2 separate regions of the Bos taurus genome follow, and region 1 is linked to region 2. A link is a contact called in public Hi-C data. All regions are on one chromosome and are shown on one strand. Each heading gives the region's core, a stretch centred on a gene start, on an enhancer-like site or on the middle of the called end of the contact. The rest is flanking DNA. Distances are from core to core; before and after follow the strand shown.

Evidence for each region. Hi-C and Micro-C count contacts between places; a contact is called where the count stands out from the background.
Region 1: a contact with region 2 is called in a Hi-C map of an unstated tissue, with 3 times the contacts expected there. The contact joins the promoter of MREG here to the enhancer-like site in region 2. A contact is called at or near these places in 2 of 11 Hi-C or Micro-C datasets (skin fibroblasts and an unstated tissue).

The regions. Positions count from the first base shown.
Region 1 is chr2:104,035,850-104,042,280 of ARS-UCD2.0, forward strand. It overlaps MREG (melanoregulin), which reads right to left and starts at 2,873. Exons shown (of 5, transcript NM_001192953.1): 1 at 2,779-2,873. The coding sequence starts at 2,873.
Region 2 is chr2:103,978,289-103,985,302 of ARS-UCD2.0, forward strand. The region is part of intron 2 of MREG (melanoregulin); the gene reads right to left. Among named protein-coding and RNA genes, the nearest start is that of MREG, 57 kb to the right of the region's middle. Within about 2 kb of position 3,778, at least 6 of the 102 cell types and tissues checked have an H3K27ac peak or open chromatin away from gene starts, as enhancers often do.

The sequences.
Region 1 (6,431 bases), core at 1,623-4,122, 57 kb after region 2:
ACTAATGAGGTTCCCTGGTCCGTTTTGGGAAAGGACTGCAGGTGACCACGCACACAAGTGACGAATGTCTTCCTTTCGACCATACCTCTTCCAGCACTATTGCCTTGGGGTATGACATAAAGCCTGATAACCACTGTTTTATGATGGAATAAAGGATTCAGCTGAGGGCAGGCAATGTCTGTACAAAATCTTTTTTTTATAAATGAAAAAAAAATGACATGAAGAATGAAGTTCTTAATAAAATAAAAATTAAGACCATCTGGCCATATGACTTCACCACGTCAAGATTTCAAACCAGTCACTTTGGAAAACAGCCTGGCAGCAACTCAGAAAGTTAAAATGTAAAATTTACTATGTGACCTAGCAATTCCACTTCTAGGTGTATACCCAAGAGAATCAAAAACATACGTCCACACAAAAATGTGTACACTAATGTTCACAGAAGCATTATTTTAAAAGCCAAAAAGTGGGAATCACCCAAATATCTATCAATTGATAAATAAAATGTAAAACATCTATGCACTGGAATATTATCCAACAATAAAAAGAGTTAAGTGCTGATAAACCTACAACACAGATGAAACTTGAAAACATTATGCTAAGTGAAAGAAGTCAGATGCAAAAGGCCACACATTGAAGGATTCCGTTTATACAAAATGTCCAGAAGAAGTAAATCTCTAAAGACAAAAAGTAGATTCGTGGTTGACTGTGGGCCTGGGGGATGGCAGGGAGTGGGCAGGGAGGGGAGGGCAGCAAGTGACTGCCAATGAGTATAGTGCTTCTTTTTGGAGTGATGAAAAATGTCCGGAGTTAAGAGTGTTGATGACTGCACAGCTTTGTGAATGTATTAAAAAGCACTGAATTTCACATTTAAAAAAGATTTCAATCTAGACCTTCTAATGATTTGGGCAGGAAAGAACATGCAGGTATCTATACACTGCATCCTTCTGAGGTACATACTATTATCATTCCCGTTTTACATATGAGGAAATTAAAGCACAAAAAGTTTCATAACTTGTGCCAGGTCACCCAGGCTGGAATTTAACCCCAGGCAATCTGGCTCATGAGAACCATGCTATTCTGCCTCAACTGACTCTAAAGCCTTAAAATCACTTGAAAATTCTCTGACTTACAATGTAAACCAAGGCAGGAGAGGGTTGAGATTTTTTAAGACAACCAAAACTATTATCTTAAATAGCAATTCCCAACAGAATATTGGAAAGACCCAAGGCTCTGAGAATGAGACCAAGCTGAAGGCTGTTATTTCAAGTTATTATGAATATTGACAAATTGAGGGTATAATCCAAGCCTGAAATTCCAGACTGCGAGTCTGAGTGAACTCCGGGAGTTGGTGATGGACAGGGAGGCCTGGCGTGCTGCGATTCATGGGGTCGCAAAGAGTCGGACACGACTGAGCGACGGAACTGAACTGATCCACTATTTTAAGACTAGGGGTAGATTACTGGGTTTCTCCCTACCCACAACAATCTAATAATCGAAGTGGGAACACCATTGCAGGAGCAAACAAAAACATTGTGTATGGTGTGTATATTATACACAGAAAGCAAACAGGACATACATGTTTATGTATATATGTGCTCACTAAACCATGAGGAGCAGATAGCAAGTTCTAAACCCTAAGTCATAGGCGAGAAAGATGAATAAGGACGAAAAAATCAAAGACCGACTGACTGAGGGGGACTTGAAAACTACCATTTAAGAACAGGCAGGAAAAATAAAGGTCACCACTTTGAACAAGCTTGGAGGGAATAAGAAGCTTAGATTGTTCCTAGAGCAGTAAGGATGCCTGTCTGATTAAATCAAAGAGTGCACAGCGTGTAATATACCGGAAAACAGGAGTGGACAGGAGGGAAGGGGTTATGTAAGATCTCAAAAGTCATGGGGAGTGTTTGGACTTGACAGAGTAAGAAAAGGTAAATCGTGTTTTTAAAAAGTTGTGAAAGCTTTATCATATTAGTTGCATATTTCATAAGAAACACTGGCTTCCATGTTTTTGCCTACGAAACCCTGGAATTTTGCCTCACCTACTATTTCCTAATTTCATTTCAAATATTTTGTTTCTAACCTACCTACCCCCAAGTCATGCCGAAATGAAACCTTGATTTCAGCAGTCAAGATATAAAATAATTGCTTACAATCACAGCCCTGAACAAAGCCGTGTTGTATGGTCCCTTCACAAAGGCCCTTAGCGCATTGCTAACTTGCATTAATTTCCTCACACTTAATAGCTTAATCTGTCATGAATCAACGTTCCAGTGTCCCCTGAGAAAAATATGTACTTTTTTTAATGTAAAAAATATTTCCTTGCTCTCCGTCACTGTAAATGTCTTCTCTTCCTAATAAAATTGAGTAACTTTTTTCCTGGGTGAAAGAAATTCACAGTCGCCCATTTCACTGAAACATGCCTATGAAACAGACAATCACAGTTGTATTTAATAGGACCCCTGTGCAAACTTCTCTCCGGTAGTTCTCTGCCCGGGGAACTGCACCCGAGCTCTTGCCGTTTCCCACACACATCTTCTTGGGTCCCAGGCGCCTCCAAGAATTTGTGCATTCTGGCAAAAACTTTACCCAAGGAACAACCCCCAAGGACCAGGATCTTCTTTAAGGAACCAAGGGGCTTAGTCTGTGCCTCCGTGTGAGCTTAAAACAAGCGCACCTCCCCAGCTCAGAGGAGCACACGGGAACCCCGAGTCCGTGATGCCCGGCGGCGGCCAGGGAGCCCCAGATTACGGCCGGGACGTGCGCGGCACCCACCTGACCAGAGGCTCCTTCTCCGGCACGGCGGGCTCCTCCAGGCACTTGCAAGGGCAGCAGCAGCACGCGGTCCTCAGCCAGTCCCTCAGCCCCATGGAGAGCGAGGTGCCCCGCCGGCGCCGGGCCACTCTGGGGGAGCCGCGGCGGCGAGCGAGCGCGACTGGGGCGCGGCCACCCGACCGGCGTCCAGGTGCGGGCACAGTGGCGGCCGGGGCGTCGCGGGTCGGTCCGTGCGCATCCCGCCGCGGCCGGGGACGCGAGCGAGGCGGGAGGCGCCTCCGCTGCCCCGGAGCTGCGGAGCCGCGCGCTTTCCTCCACTTGGGTTTTGTTTGGGGCGCGGGTTTCGTTGGGGCTTTTCTTCTCGCTCTTTAATTCCCCGGGCGCAAATTGGGGCGCATGCGTCCCCGAGACGCTCCGCTGCTGCCCTCTAAGGAGGAAGCCGGGACTCCAGCCGCCAGATGGCAGAATCCGAGGGCGCAGCTGGGGATGGGGCTGGGGGAGGGAGGAGCCCGCCCCCGAGTCACAGAGCACGAGGTTGGGCTGGATCTATTCACACGTTTTATTGGCTTCACTGCCCGAGGAAATAAAAGGTCCTCCTTCCCACCCCCACCCCTTGCCTTCAAAGCAGAGGTTAGGGCATATTTTTAGCCTGTCAGCGCCACACGGGGTAAAAGTTAGCAAAAATGGATTCATGCATTATAGAAGTGAGCTTTTTAAGTACAACGTTCACAACGAATTTTAAAAAATTGTTTACAAGTCACCCAGCCCTTGAATAATTTTCTGAAAAAAAGGCAACCTCTGTCATTAGCTTTTTGACTTCCCCAGTGGCTCAGTGGTAAAGAATCCGCCTGCCAGTGCAGGAGAGGCTGGAGAGCCAGGTTGGATTCCTGAGTCAGGAAGATCCCCTGGAGGAAAAAATGACAACCCACTCCAGGATTCTTGCCGGGAAATCCCACGGACAGGGGCCCTGTCCATGGGACTGGGGGGCTACAGTCCATGGGGTCCCAAAGAGTTGACTGCGACTGAATTTTTTGACTATTTTCCAGATTTTAAACACACACACACATACACTTAATGCTTATGCAAACATGTAAGTATAGGCACCCATAGCCTTTTCCCTTTATACTCAGTGCCATACTCCACACATTTCTGTCCCTGGCTTTTTTCACTCAGTTTACAACACAGACTGTCCCACCAGCACATGAAGAACTTCTTCTCTATGATCTTTAACAGTTGCATTTATGTAGTTGATGCCCTTATGTTTTTTTAACCAGATGCCAATGGATGAATAACAAGTTCATTACAGCCATTTATTATTAAAATAATGCTGCAGTAAATATCCTTGAACTATGTGTTTGGACATGTATATCTCTTGAATAAATATTTGGCAGTTGAATTTCTAGGTCACAGGTAAGATGCCTTTTTAATTTTTGATGGATCTTGCCAAAAAGTGAAGTGAAGTGAGGTCGCTCAGTTGTGTCTGACTCTTCGCAACCCCATGGACTGTAGCCTACCAGGCTCCTCCGTCCATGGGATTTTCTAGACAAGAGTACTGGAGTGGGCTGCCATTTCCTTCTCCAGGGCATCTTCCCACCCCAGGGATCAAACCCGGGTCTCCTGCATTGCAGACAGATGCTTTACCATCTGAGCCACCAGGGAAGCCTGGATCTTGCCAAATTGCCCTCCAAAGAGGTAATTCCAATTCACACTCTGACTGGCCACATCTGAAAGTATATTTCCCTAGACAACCACCAATACTATGGAATTTTCATCTTTATCAATCATGTTTATTCAACAAATGTTTATCAAACATCTGTAAGTTCCAGGCATGTTCTAGGCTCTGGGAACACTGCAGTGAATGAAAGAAATAAAAATCCTTACTTTTTTGAAGCAAACATTCTACTAGGGGAGTTAGACAAATGAAATACATTATTGAGTGTGTTAGAAGGTGATGTGTACTATGGAGAAAAATAAGACAGGAAAGGGGATAAGCAGTGCCAGGAAGGCGTGTGTGTGTGTGTGTGTGTGTGTGTGTGTGTGTGTATGTGTGTGTAGTGTAGTGTACTGGGGAGAGGAGTGGTGGCTGAAGTTCTAAATGGGGTGGTCAGGGAAGGCCTCCCTACATGGTGACCTTTAGGGAAAGATTAAAAGATGATGAGCAAGCTAGCCCTGGTTTCATGGGGAAGAGTATTGCTGGGAGAGTGAAGGCTGCATGCAAAACCCCAGAGGAGAGAGAATAACAGTAGGCTGCCCAAGAAAGAGCAGGGGTTCCAGGGGCCAGAGAGAGGATTGGGCCACGAGGAAGAGTAATAGGAGATGATAGAACCAAGTGGCCTCTTAGGACGTGGTAAGAACTCGATTTTGTCCCATGTGAGTGAGCAAACCTTTGGAGGCTTTTGAGTAGAGGGAGAGATGTGGTCAACATGGATGGCGATAGGATCCATTGACTGCTGTCTTGAGAAGAAACTGGGTAACAAGGACTGTTTTAGAAGAGGCGAGTGGAGGCCATTCTAATGACCCACGTGATAAATGACCATCATTTAGACCAGGGAGGAAGCAACTAGAGGTGGGAAGAAATAACTGGACTCTGAATGGAGTTTGAAGGCAGAGCCAATGAGATTTATAATGGATTGGAAGTAAAGTATAAATGAAAGTCAGCAGTGAGTCCAACGTTGGGGGCTCACAATTTGTGAGAGTAGAATTGTGTTATTGATTGTGATAAAGATGGATGTCGCGTGGGCAGGTTTGAAGAGGCAAGGAAGAAGAGCAAGAGTTTATTTCCAGAAGTGTCAATTCTCATGGGCAGTGTGTTCATTTAAAAGTGTGTTACTACACCTAAGTTTATCCTGTTCTGGCTACATTATGAGGCCGAGGGAACTAATCAAGTGCATATTCATTGAGAGGCTGACTACTGAGAGTTAAGGAAGGATAAGAGAAGTTTCCTCAGAGCTCTGACTTAGCTGGGGAAACAGGATAGGGACCCATCATGAAAAGTTAAGAGGACATAACAGAATACCAGTTGTCACCAGGGAGCACAGGGCTGTGGTATCGAACCCAGCACCGTGTCCTTGATCACTTACAGCTGTGCCAGGATGGAGACTGTTGTTCTTGACAGCAGACTTGCTAGCAACTGGGCAGTCCCTTTGGTGGATGAACTTTGTTCTGAAATTGGACGTTGGATTGAGTTCACTCACCTACGTTCAGGTAGAAAGTGGACCAAGGGGCTGCTAGCAAGAAGATGAAAGCCAACATCGGACAACTTGTATTAACTGCTGAAGTTGGATTTGTTGAGAATGGAGAAATTAGAGAAGGTGTTTAGTTCCTGGAAAATACAGGTTCTCTGCCCTGTACTAACCTTGATTTTAGATAAGTCATTTAATCGACCTTTTTTAAGAAGTTTTATTTATTTACTATTCCTTTTTGGCCGTGCTGGATCTTCATTACTACACTCAGGTTTTCTCTAGTTGTGGAGAGTGGGGGCTACTCTCTAGATGAGGTGCGCGGTCTTTTCATTTTGGTGGCTCCTCTTGTGGAGCACAGGCTCTAGGGGGCAGGCTGAATAGTTGTAGCGCATGGGGTTAGTTCCCTGGAGCAGGTGGGATCTTCTCAGACTAGGAATCAAACTCAGGTCCCCAGCATTAGCAGGCAGGTTC
Region 2 (7,014 bases), core at 2,528-5,027:
TCCCATGAGCTGGTCTTGACCTTGAGCTCTGATTTAAGCTCCAGGAGTCATCTTCTCAGACATAAAATTAAAACATTTTATTCACACCTATTCTGTGTTACTGTGAGGTTGTAGATACATGGCACAGTTAAAATATACTTCTTACTTCTTCCTAAAATGGAGATTTGTACATTTGAAGAAATGTACTCTAACAATAGATGACATATACTTTAAAATCATCTTATGAGCAACTTCAAAAGAGATTAATTTACTTTTAACTATACAAATATAACTAATATATAATTAATATAATCACAAAGAAATAAAAATTCAAAGAGAACAGAGGGCATAAAATGAAAACTTGCTGCATCTGCTTGGCTTGAGTTGGGTTACGTGCCCATCCTTGAGCCAGGGGGATATGCTGATTGGCTTATGTTATTGGATTTCAAGCCAAGCACCCCTTCAAAGGATTCTGATTTTGTTGCTCTGAGAGATAGGTCCCACACAGATATTTTAAAATAGTCCCTTATTGGTTCTAATATCCAGCCAGGGTTGAGTTTATTAGCTTAAGCCAATCAGTGTCCTGTTTGAGCTGTGGTGCTGGAGATTCTTGAGAGTCCCTTGGACAGCAAGGAGATCAACCCCGTCAAAATCAGTACTGAATATTCATTGGAAGGACTGATGCTGAAGCTGAAACTGCAATAGTTTGGCCTCCTGATGCAAAGAACTGACCCACTGGAAAGGACCCTGATGCTGGGAAAGATTGAAGGTGGGAGGAGAAGGGAATGACAGAGGATGAGATGGTTGGATGGCATCACCGACTCAGTGGACATGAGTTTGAGCAAGCTCTGGGAACTGGTGAAGAACAGGGAAGCCTGGTGTGCTGCAGTCCATGGGGTCACAAAGAGTCAGACACGACTGAATGACTGAACTGAACTGAATCAGTGTCCACTCTTAGAACTGAGAATGTAACTGTTCTCTCCAAAGGAAATTTGGGACAAACCTGATAGATTGATGAGAGAAGAGGAAAACAGGTCTTGGAGAAGCGAACATCAAGCATCTGCTTGTGGCAGACAGATCAGTTACCCCAGGGTCTGTATTATGTCTTTCTTTTTTGCTACTGGAACCCAGATTTCACTGGGGGCTGCAATGTGCCAGCCCCAGGGAACAGATCGTGATCTGTGCAAATGCTAGTGAGACTCTGTATCCCCACTTGTCCTCCTCCCTTGCAATGAGAGACAGAGAAAGATGGAAGAGCTATATTGCCCCAAGTACCAACATGTATCATACACTGTGTATATCCCTATGGGAATTCCCACTTCAACTCAACATCCACATTAAAAGAAGACTCCATACGACTGTAGTTATAACAACATTATATTGCTAATATTAAACATCTAACTCAAGGAACTACAAGGTGCAGAGTAGTCAAATACTTTTACTTGAAAGTGATAGCTTTTTGATAAAATGAATTCTTTGAATATTGTAACTGCTATCTCTTTCCTTTCAATTTTCACCAATTCGTATCATCTTATGCTACTTTCTATTCAAAATGGAGTTTCCAAAAGATATTTAAAAAATATATATATTGACTGCTTCTCCCATTTCATTTTCTTTCATTCTGCAGGTAGATAAGTAAGAAAGACATGTGATATATGGGGGTGGAGGAATATCTGCATTTTAACAAGCCTCTAACGGATTCTCTCATGCTTGCTTTTCACAGAGAAATGTGAAGTGGATAACACAGACTAAGGTAGTCTTCAAGCTACTGAAGAGCATTCAAAGCTGTTGACGTCAGCTTGGAGGAAGGTTTTTAGTGACACAGGAAAGGGCTTGGTTTCTGAGCTTAGCCATCATTTTCATCAGGTACTGTATGGGGTCAAAGTTCACAAAAGTAGCAGAGATGACTAACACAGGGAATGTAAGAATCAAGGCTTGAAACCTGTAACAAATAAGGCCTATGATATAAAATCTACAAGTTGAAATTTATTAGCAGCAGTTCATGCAAAAGACACGTCCCTGCATCTGGTCCTTTGGCTATGTTGACTTTTTTCAACCTAAGAGTTGGGTGCATTTTTATTTGCTCCTAATAACAAGAACTAATAACTTTATTTATTCCTTGTTCCAGTAAGACTTGTTCGTGTTAGTGGAAGCCACAGAAAGATCGATATTAGATGGGACTTTCCACCCAGGATGAAGGTTTTCTAAGAGAATGGGCTCTCCATCACTGGAGCTCCATGTGATAGCTGCTGTACTTTAGGGGCTTCCCTGGTGGCTCAGACAGTAAAGAATCCACCTACAATGCAAGAGACCTGGGTTCAATCCCTGGGTTTGGGAGATCCCTAGAGGCAAGCACCGCAACCCACTCCAGTATTCTTGCCTCGAGGATCCCCATGGACAGAGGAGCCTGGTGGGCTACAATCCATGGGGTCGCCAAGAGTCAGACACGACTGAACGACTAAGCACACAGCACGGTGAAAATACACTATATAATTTATCATTTCTAGAAATATAACTTCTGTAGGCTCTTTCAACATAATATATTCCTTCTGTGTCACCTGGAAAAATTAGAAAAGGATTTGAAGGCATTTACAAAAAAAGAGAGTCAGACAGACAGTAGACAGATATAGATAGATAATATTGACAGAGTACCTATAACTTCCCAGGTACTACTCTAAGCTCTTTATATGTATTTATTTAGTTAATTCTCATAATATGACATGTATGAGATGGATTTTCTAAAATATTTTTATTAATTTATTTGGATCTTATTTGCAGCAGGATCTTTAGCTGTGGCACGCAAACTCTTAGTTGCAGTGTCTGGGATTTAGTTCCTGGACCAGGGATCGAAACCCTGGCCCCCTGCATTGGGAACGCAAGGCTTTAGCTACTGGGCTACCAGGGAAGTCTCAATGAGATGGATATTATTATAACATTTGAAAAATGAGGAAACTGAGGCTCAGGGAGATGAAGTACTTGCCCAGGTGTACACACTAGTAGATAAGGAGCTGAGATTTCTGACCCAGGCAGTCTGGTTGTAGGGCCAACATGCATAGCCACTGTCTACCCTGTCTCTTCAAACAGGAAAGTGCTGGGAGGTGGGGGGTGTGGGGAGGAGTTGGTGCATGAGCAAGGTAAGAAGGCAGTTAAAGACAAAAGAGCAGATGATTAGAACAGAGGTCAACCTGAAGGAGGAACAGAGAAAACACAATTAAAATCATGGAAGAAAAAAGAACTTTTCTAAAAGCAAAGTATCACCAGGCTTTAGGCAAGAATGCAGCCACGCAAGAACATCCTTCTCAAGGGTTGACTCCCTGGGAGTCCTTCCTTTGGGGACTTCCGTTCCGTCTCCCCTCCTCAGAGCAGGTGGAGGGACCTCAACCCCCTCAACTACCCCTCTCCCACACCCTCCTGTCCACCTGGCTACTGTCACCTCTGAGGAGTGAGACAAAGGCAAAACCACTCCCTTCAAGATGCAGATGGGGTGGGCAGTGAGGGTGGCAGAAGCCAAGGTCTGAGATTCCGAGGACAGAGGAGAAAAGGTCAATGTCTGGGATCGGGCTGTGCTTGTCTGCAAGGCAGAGACAGCTGAGAAACTGCCCACACTTTTCTGAAACTAGGCTTCGAAACTGAGAAAGGCCCCAAGGTTCTTAGACTCATCTACCTACTGGATACTTCCTTTGCTCTTCCCTTGAAGCCCCATCACTCATTTCAGAAGGAGACAGGTCACACTGTCTCCCTTCCCTTGGAAAAGTCCCTGGAAAGCCGGCAGCCCTCTCCTCCCAGGCTTTCAAGATGACTGGGTCACAGGACATCTAATTCAGAAACCCGGCCGGGGCCCCAACGGGCTCACAAGACCAACCACAGTTTCCCTGGCTCACGTGACAGACTTCTTCCTTCCAGAGTGCATCGGCTGGCATCTCTGAACAAACACCCGAACGCTTCAACCCCAGATGCCAAATCCAAGAAATGGATTTCTGCCAGGAACTAGCTCCCTCTTCCTGAGAGGTCAGAGGGTTTCAGTGACGCACTACCAAGACGCCCTTCTCTTTACCCTGCTTCCTCTAATGCCACGTGGTTGTCCACCCTCCCTTCTTGGCTACGTGGTTTCAAAGGGAGCTTCCAGAGCCTTCTCTCTTCCTCCTCATCCCCTTACTCATCAGCGCCTGGCTATCAGCTTTTCAGACCTGCTACCCACGGCAAGTGCCAAGGTCCGTCCCCCACCTCCTCAGCTCAGGAGTAACCCAACAGGAGTGTCCTTTCCTAAAGCATAGGATGCTGATGTGCCCCCCACCCTACTTCTTCCCATGCCTCCCCAGGTCTCTACGGGAAAGAAGCAATAAGCATCTACTAAGTGCCCTTCAGGACACCTGGTGGGGTAGGGTGGACATTAGTCCCCCCATACGGCAGTAGAAAGGTCTGGTTCTTGCCTGGAGTCAGCCAGCAGGAGGTCAGAGGTTCAGACTCCCTGCCTCTAAAGTGCCTCCTCCAGCTCCACTTCCTCACTCTCCTCCCTCCCTCTGCCGGTCTTCTTCCTCCTCTGCCTCTTCTTGTGTGGTCCTCTCCCAAGGCTCTGTGTCGGGTCTTTCCCCTTCCACCTACCTGGATGATTTCCTCTAACGCCCCACCTCTGCTGTCACTACTTCTCGGCCGGTGACGCCCAGGCCTCCTTCTGGGGCCCTGAACCCAAGCCCCAGGTCCAGGTTTCTATTGTCCCCTTTCTGTCAGATGCCTCCACATGGACGGGTGGCTGACCCGGCCACTGGACAGAGCCCAGTCTGACTCCCCACCGGCCTCCATCAAGCCAGCACAGGCCCTCTGACACTCCCAACGTGGCCATCTACCGCTCACTTCCCTTCCAGCCCACCTTCTCAACGCATCCAAATCAGTCACCCAGTCCTGGTCCTTCTGCCTCTGTCACAAGATTCCTCTCATATCTATCGCCACTGTCTCAGCCTTCATTGGCCTAAACAGCTCCAGTAAAGGTCCCTCTGCTTCCAGAAGCTAACTACTCCAGTCTCCTCCCAACCAGCTATCTTCCTAAAGGTCAGACTGGGTCATTTCTCTCACAGAGAACTCCAGTGGGTACCACTTACTGAAAAAGCAGTGTCAGTCCCAGACAGGCTCTCCATCTTGACCCTGTCTGCCTCTGACCACATTCTACTGTCATCTAAATCCTACCCTGTCTTCCAGGATGATGCTGTGAAAGTGCTGCACTCAATATGCCAGCAAATTTGGAAAAACTCAGCAGTGGTCAAAGGAATGGAAAAGGTCAGTTTTCATTCCAATCCCAAAGAAAGGCAATGCCAAAGAATGCTCAAACTACCTCACAATTGCACTCATCTCACACGCTAGTAAAGTGACGCTCAAAATTCTCCAAGCCAGGCTTCGGCAATACGTAAACCGTGAACTTCCAGATGTTCAAGCTGGTTTTAGAAAAGGCAGAGGAACCAGAGATCAAATTGCCAACATCCACTGGATCATCGAAAAAGCAAAAGAGTTCCAGAAAAACATCTATTTCTGCTTTATTGACTATGCCAAAGCCTTTGACTGTGTGGATCACAATAAACTGTGGAAAATTCTGAAAGAGATGGGAATACCAGACCACCTGACCTGCCTCTTGAGAAACCTGTATACAGGTCAGGAAGTAACAGTTAGAACTGGAGATGGAACAACAGACTGGTTCCAAATAGGAAAAGAGTATATCAAGGCTGTATATTGTCACCCTGCTTATTTAACTTATATGCAGAGTACATCACAAGAAATGCTGGGCTGCAGGAAGCACAAGCTGGAATCAAGACTGCCGGGAGAAATATCAATAACCTCAGATATGCATATGACACCACCCTTATGGCAGAAAGTGAAGAGGAACTCAAAAGCCTCTTGATGAAAGTGAAAGAGGAGAGTGAAAAAGTTGGCTTAAAGCTCAACATTCAGAAAATTGTAGATCATGGCATCCGGTCCCATCACTTCATGGCAAATAGATGGGGAAACAGTGTAAACAGTGGCTGACGTTATTTTTCTGGGCTCCAAAATCACTGCAGATGGTGACTGCGGCCATGAAATTAAAAGACGCTTACTCCTTGGAAGGAAAGTTATGACCAACATAGACAGCATATTAAAAAGCAGAGACATTACTTTGTCAACAAAGGTCCGTTTAGTCAAGGCTATGGTTTTTCCATTGGTCATGTGTGGATGTGAGAGTTGGAGTATTAAGAAAGCTGAGCACCAAAGAATTGATGCTTTTGAACTGTGGTGTTGGAGAAGACTCTTGAGAGTCCCTTGGACTGCAAGGAGATCTAACCAGTTCATCCTAAAGGAGATCAGTCCTGGATGTTCATTGGAAGGAGTGATGTTGAAGCTGAAACTCCAATACTTTGGCCACCTGATGCGAAGAGCTGACTCACTGGAAAAGTCCCTGATGCTGGGAAAGATTGAGGGCAGGAGGAAAAGGGGACGACAGAGGATGAGATGGTTGGATGGCATCACCAACTCAATGGATATGGGTTTGGGTGGACTCCGGGAGATGGTGATGGATAGGGAGGCCTGGCGTGCTGAGGTTCATGGGGTCGCAAAGAGTCGGACACAACTGAGCAACTGAACTGAACTGAACTTCCAGGCACAGCCAAATGCCGCCACCTTGAGAAGGCTTTGCTTTTCTTACAGCTCAAAGGAACTGCTGCTTCTTTTGAAATTCCTCGGCCCCTTTATGGGAACTGCTGTAGAGTTATTTACTGTCAAGATATTGTCATATAGGGGTTTCCCAGGTGGGTCAGCAGTAAAGAATCTGCCTGTCAATGCAGGAGACACAAGAGACATGAGTTCGATCCCTGAATCAGGAAGATCTCCTAGACAAGGAAATGGTAATCCACTCTAGTATCCTTGCCCAGAGAATTCCATGGACAGAGGAGTCTGGTGGGCTACAGTCCATGGGGTCACCAAGAGTTTGATGCAACTGAGCACACATGTTGTCATCCAGGCACTTGTAACATCTCTTTCACTTCTAGACTGTGGGCTTTGAGGTTACAAGAGTCT